Regions from separate parts of the Hordeum vulgare genome. Here region 1 is linked to region 2. A link is a contact called in public Hi-C data. All regions are on one chromosome and are shown on one strand. Each heading gives the region's core, a stretch centred on a gene start, on an enhancer-like site or on the middle of the called end of the contact. The rest is flanking DNA. Distances are from core to core; before and after follow the strand shown.

The links. A called contact is a pair of places that touch in the nucleus more often than the background predicts.
Region 1: a contact with region 2 is called in a Hi-C map of leaf, with 2.8 times the contacts expected there. The contact joins the promoter of LOC123445940 here to the promoter of LOC123445898 in region 2. A contact is called at or near these places in 1 of 6 Hi-C or Micro-C datasets (leaf) and 1 of 1 datasets of contacts at active chromatin or transcription factors (embryo).

The regions. Positions count from the first base shown.
Region 1 is chr1H:467,994,534-467,997,860 of MorexV3_pseudomolecules_assembly, forward strand. LOC123445940 reads left to right here and starts at 1,624. Exons shown (of 2, transcript XM_045122820.1): 1 at 1,624-1,889; 2 at 2,021-2,422. The coding sequence starts at 1,734. The coding sequence ends at 2,113.
Region 2 is chr1H:467,802,688-467,806,217 of MorexV3_pseudomolecules_assembly, forward strand. LOC123445898 (glycerol-3-phosphate 2-O-acyltransferase 6-like) reads right to left here and starts at 1,795. Exons shown (of 3, transcript XM_045122817.1): 1 at 661-1,795. The coding sequence starts at 1,275.

The sequences.
Region 1 (3,327 bases), core at 374-2,873, 190 kb after region 2:
ACTAGTGATCTTGACGGTCTTACAACTAGTGATAGAAAGGGTCTTATATTAGTTTAAAGATGGAGTATATGAAAAATATATACAAAAATACAATATTTTAAAATGTTGATCCCAATAGAATATTTTAAAATGTTGATCGCAGTATATAAATGTGGATAGGTAAATTATTTTTAGAAAAATGTTTCTAATGTATATAAAAGTCCATGATGTGTATGAAAAATGTACACTTGGTGTGGAAAAATGATTATTGCCACTAAAAAAATATCTGCGGTTTATTGAAAGTTGTAGACCATGTATTATAAAAATGGTAGTCTTATTTTTCTAAGTCATATAAAAATTTATTTATAAACAAAATAATTTGATGGAAAAATAGAGATAAAATGCATAGGTTTCCAAAAAATAACATGTATCTAAAATATGTTTCTGATGTAAAGAAAGTTGAATGCGTGTTGAACAAAAAAGAACAGATGAAACACGAAAAAGAAACAAAGAGAAACGAATAAAACCAGTAAAATGTAATAAAAGAAATGCATAAGAACAAAAACTAAGGAAGAAAACTAAGAAGACTGGAGAAAATCAAGAAAAAGCAAACGGAAATCGGAAAGAAAAAAAGAAAATCAAAGAAAAGATCATGAAAGAAATGAATAAATCCGGTGAAAATGAAGAAAAACAAAAGGAAATGAAGAAAACCGGTGAAGAAACAAAAAAAAAAACGAAACAAAAAAATTGCAGAAGAAACGAACACAACCAATCCCTGGGTGACCGAGCACGAATAAAAAATTGTATGTGCCGGCCCTAGTACTGCACATCTAGTAAAAAAAATGCTTCAGAACCAGAGGTTCTCCTGGAGTAGTGCAAGTATAAAAAGATAATATAAGCGGACTATGCGGATTAAAAATTTTCTCCCTTCGTCCCAAATTACTCCCTCCGTCCGGAATTAATTATCGCAAAAATGATGTATATAATCATATTTAAATTTTAAATACATTTGTTTTTATCTTGTACAACAAGTAATTTCGAACAGAGGAAGTACTTGTTTTGGATTTATCTGGATACATCCGTATCTAGATTCATTTTAATATATCTGTGTAAAGAAAATCAAGACAATTTTATAGGACGAGATAATATATCTTTATAGAGTTCGAAGAGAATGAAGAGGAGTGAGAAGAGAAGCGGAATGTAAATTTACAACCAGCTATAACATGGATTCTGAAAAATAAGAGTGTGAGGTGAGTCATATGTTACTAAAGTAGTAATTTTTTCGTGGCTTTCCCTGTCTTAGAACGTAAACTTTTTGAGGGGAAAAGTCTTGCATTTTAATAGTAAGAAAGTACTCCCTTACATTTTACTAAAAAAGTCTTACATTTTAATACTAAGAGTACCACTAGGAGAAAGTACTATAAGTGTTGGTTATTATATTGACTATTGTCTATTGCTGGCATAACAATAGCCAGCGGCCTAAAACAGCATCTTCACGCTGTACATAACAGACACAAAGACCAAAAATATTGTACTGGAGCGAGGAAGCAGCCCGGAACAAGAAAAGCCCAGCAGCAAAGGCGAAACTGCCCGCAACCATCCCACGGCCATATAAAAATACTACGCGGCTAGCCGTCGGCACGGTTCCTTCCCGTTCCAGCCCGCCAAAGAGATTCCAGCGTGACGCCAGCGTTCACGCCCCTCTCCCCCGTGCCAGCCAGCCGCCAGAGGAGGAGGGGGAAAGTGGATCGACGATGATGTGGGGGCTCGCAGCCGCCGTCGCGTCCGCGGCCGCCGTCGCCGTGGCCTCCGGCGCCGAGCTCCTAGCGTGCGAGGACCGCGCCCCGACGGCGCCGGCGACCGCCCTCGCCGTCGTCGGCAGATGCGACCGGTTCCTCCTCCGGCAGCAGGTTCCTCCTCGCGGATCACTCTTTTCTCCCTCCCTTCCTCCCCCTCCCGAGTGACCTTCTTCGTCTGCGATTTTGATTCGGGATCACGACGGCGCCTTGACCTGCCTTGTCCCTCGCGCTGCTTTCCGCAGGGATCCTCGTCGTCGGGCGGCCGGGACGACAGGTTCGCGCCGAGGTTCGACGGGCTGCGGTTCATCGAGACGCTCGTCACGGCGCACCGCTGAAATCGCCGGTGGACCGACCCTTCATCGGCCGGGTGACACCCACATACTACTATAATCGACCCTGTTTCTTAACGGATTCTTTTCGTATCATCCTCTTCGTGCGATGCGATTCGCGAGAAGAGGCTAGCTGCTACACTGTCTAATTCGGCGACTGGCGGCGAACATGTTGCCATAATTTTGCTAGGACAAACTGAGGCTTTTGATTTCTTCTTCTTTTTCCTGATTGTTGAGTGGGGCGGTTGAATTGGAACCTTCAGGTATCATGTGATGAGTCTATTACTAGTTCTGTACCTGATTTGTTGTGTGATACCCAAACTTGCCATTCTCATGTCTTGTCTGATTTGTTTGTGGTTGGTCTTCTCTGTATCCTCTCTCTGTTGCACAGATCAGAGGGCTCAGTAAAATTATTCCCTGGATAGATGGTAATAATTACTGGCTGGATGCTGAACTGGCCTTTGATTGCTGCGTTTAATTTGGCAATGAGACATTATCTTTCAGTCCTCACAGACCTGTAGATAAAGATTAACCACTCCAAACAATTTTAGTTTATATTTCCTCCGTCCCAAAATAAATGTCTCAAACTTAATACTCCCTTCGTTCCTAAATATAAGACCTTCTAGAGATTACGCTATAGACTACATACGGAGTAAAATGAGTGAATCTATACTCTAAAATATGTCTATATACATCCGTATATATTCCATAGTGTAATCTCTAAAAGGTCTTATATTTAGGAACGGAGGGAGTACAATTTTGTACTAGAGTTAGTTTAAAGTTGAGACACTTATTTTGGGATGGAGGGAGTTTGTTTTTTGAAATAAAAACCCGTACACAAAAGTTTTTCTCTGGACCTAAAGGCTAAAAGTTACACAACAATAGCAGTTGAAACTAATGTGTATCCCTCTGTAGACCAAAAGAAGACCACATATGAACTACACCAAAATGCGTCTTTGTATATTCGAGTCAGAGAAGAGTTAGAACATCTTACATTTGTTTACGGAGAGAGTACATGGCAGCAAGGTAACTTAAGAAAAACAAATTCACGAGTTGCATCTGTCTGGGTACTTCTTTCACCGCTGTCCATCTCCCCGCAGCTCCTGTCGAGCAATCCAACCTTTTCATTTCTTCATGTTGTCTTGAAGAACTTTACAATATATTGTGGCAAAACAACAAGACATGTTCTAGGACTCCAGCAGATGATATCAATATCATTG
Region 2 (3,530 bases), core at 545-3,044:
TACTAACTCCGCGGCGGAGCGGAGCGACCCGTAGTTTAATTTTTTCGGAGCGGGCGTTCTGCCGCTCCTCCAACGGAGCGGAGTGGCTGGAGCGGTCCATCGCCAAACAGGTATTAAGTCTCATCACTCATTCAGATATCTGCATATGTATTACTATAAATCTAGTTTAGGGGGGATGTGCATTTTGGATTCTGTGATATTCGATAAGTGGTCCTTGAGTTTCCTCATGACTCACTCCTTGAGCACATTTTTACAGTGTTTCTCGCATTGTTAATTCTCCTTTAGGGTTCCCCTCAAAAAAATAAAAATCTCCTTTAGTGTTACATTTTTTGTTTTTCCCTAATTGCATTCTTAATCCTCTTTCATGGCATCGTGGCTCGCGCAGCACCATGGATGCAACGTTGTTGCCTGCATGTCTGCCGTCCACGACCCTGAAATTTGCAGACTGCGATCTACTCCGTAGATGGGGAAGCAATGTATAATGTACTGCACTAATGTATTAGTGGTCAATGTACGCCAAATAAATTCAGTGCCCACGGCCATACATGTCACAGAGCTGTACTGGGTGCGGCACAAGTACACGCGAGAAATGTACGGCGAGAAGGCTAATGGAATTAATTTAAGTGAACATGGAGAAGTCGAGCGCTGGAGCATGCATACCTTGCAGACGGACATGAAGTCGAAGTCACTCTCCCTGTCCCCCATGCCGACGTCCGGCAGCGCGTCGCCGAACTCCCTCAGCACCGCCTGCTTCTTGTGCTCGCTGACGAGCACGCCGGGCTGCGCGACGAAGCCCGTCGCCCTCCCAGACCTGTCCACCTCCAGCTCCGTCCCGATGACCCTGTCGGCGCCGAGGAACGCCCTGGCGAACGGCTCCACCATCACCCGGGGGCTCGCGGTGACGATGCACCTCCTGCCGAAGGAGCGGAACACCCGCCACCCCTCCGGATGCACGTCGCCGGCGTAGAACCTCGGGAGCACCGACCGGGCCACCGCCTCGATGTCCCTCACCCTCAGGCCGGCCACGGCGATGTACACGAACGTGCGCACGGCCAGCGGCTCGGACACGGAGACGTAGGTGAGGTACACGAACGGCACGGACAGGAGGAGGGCGAGCGCGCGGAGCACGCCGCCGGCCTCGAGCGCGATGAGGAGGTAGTAGGGGAACGCGCTCCGGGACAGCAGGAGCGTGCCGTCGAGGTCGGCGGCGACAGCCTGCTGCGACCGCCCTTCCGCGGCGCACTCCTCGATCGGCCTGAACCTTGGAGCCACCATTCCGCTTCTGGGTTCTTGGATGAAAAGATTTTCAGTAAGTGGATAGCAGGATGGTGAACGAAGAGGGCTGGCAGCAAGCGCAGTGGATATATGATCGAGATGCCTTGCGCTCCGGGTTCTTCAATGATTTCAGCAGACATGCATGGTGTGTGTTCCGGGCCGTTAACCCATTAAATTGCAAACCAGCAATTTTGCACTGTCGTTCTGATTATGGCGTGCTAGCTCAGATGCGACTGCACAATGTAATAGTCAGATCATTCAGCACTTTGCATGAAGATCAGTGTGGTACATTTGGATGTTGATTCAATGGGCACGGGCTGTAACGTGGTAATAAATCTCAGCGACCCTGAAAAATTTGCACGGGCGATAGCTGTGGTGTCGACACGGCACAAGCTTTTCATGGACAGGGTCGTCCGTGTGGTTCTGAGCTCGGAACAGATCTGTGGCCGGCTGGCAGGATTCAATATAGAGGCTAGATGGTCCTCATGAAAGCTTGGTACAGAGGCAAGGTTGGAAGATGCATGTGAAGAAGGTCCCCCTTTTGTGGTGCTTCACTTTACTGGCCTATCAAGTGGTGTCTACTTGGCTAATCGTACCAATCAGAGATCCAAAAAATTGCAAAGCCTACGGTAAAAAACCACGGCTTGGATTTACAGGGTGATGCGTCCTCTTCGCCACTAGGACTGACCAAAAAAATGACCAAGAAAGCCGTATCAAGAAAGTCCAAGCCAATAGGACTGACCAAAAAAGTGACCCGAGCTCCCTCGCCTCAAGTGACCGACGGCCGGCTGGTCGCCTCCGCGCCGAAGCCGGCGACCGGTTGGGAGCTCCCTCACCTCCTCGGCTCCTCCTGCACATCCTCGTCCCCGTCTCCTCGCGCCCGCGCGCCCCTTCCTCGACCCCGCCTCCTCGTGCCGAGCTGAGATGCCGGCGGTGGGTGTGTGTGGCCTTTCGATAGGATAGGAAGACGCTGACCATGGGGAGGGGGGATTTTATAAAAACAAAACGTTTTTCAACTATAAACAATGGACTGCGGGTTTATTCAGCCAAACGACAGGGACTTCTTTTGTAAAAATGCCTCGGCGGAAATTTCGACACAAGCGATAGCCACTTTATTATTAGGTAAAGATTAAAAAAAGTAGGGTTAATTATCCTTTTGCCTTCAGTGGTGTCCATTTGCTCAGTTTTGCCCTCAGTTGCGAATCGTGCTCAGTTTTGCCCCTAGTCTGTACGCAACTATTATGACAAGGTCAAACGGACAGTTTTGAGTCAATTCCGTCCGCCGACGTTAGTAGTAGTGGGTACGGATCTTACACGTGGGACCGCGTGGACATGGGTCCGGAGCTGACATGTAGGACCGTGCAACAACAATAATGCTACGTCTACGGACAAATTCCTACGGGCCGAGGCTACGGACTGATGTGGCGCAATGTTGTGGAAATAGAATGTGTGTTTTCCAAAGGTTTTATTGACCCTAGCCAACTGCACGAGCCCACGTTCATGTCCGTAACATCAGTCCGTAAAACCTTTCCGTAGGTGTAGCATTATTCGTACAACAACATTCCCAAATCAAAGCCGGTGTCGGGCCACTCCACGCCACTCTGTCCCGTCGCCGCCACTACCTGCGCCGCCACTAGACTATGTGCGTTTGTTTTCTCTTCTTCTTTTTTTGCTCATTTGAATTCTGGTCAAACCTAACTTTGACCAACATTTAAAGAAGTCTAAAACATCAAAATGAAAACTAACTCTGGATCCTTCTTAGTCATTCCAAATGAAGTTGTGGTTCATGTTTCAAACCCCAAACCACTTCTCTTCACTTCATACGTCCAATTTTTTCATTTGAATGTATGTAGTACTTGTTTATCAACTTAAATTGCTAGTATATGGCATAAGAAGAGTATGTGCACTGGTTTTCATTTTTTTTGATTTTTTTTTGAATTTTTATGCTCATTTGAATTATGGTCAAACCTAATGTGCTAAAAAAGAGCTCAAAAGGTAGGGTAAACAGCCTCATTTCTAAACGAGGTTTTTTTATCTTGTTTAAATCAGCCAAATAACTTTCTTACACATATATTCTATATACACAGACTATATGTGTTGATTTATTTTTTGATTTCTTTTTGCTCATTTGAATTCGGGTAAAACCTAACTTTGACCAAGATTTAAACAAGTCTAAAACATCAAAATGAAAAAGTAAGATTAGATCCTTCTTAGTCACTCCAAAATAAAGTTGTGGTGAGGTATTTGAGGTGTTT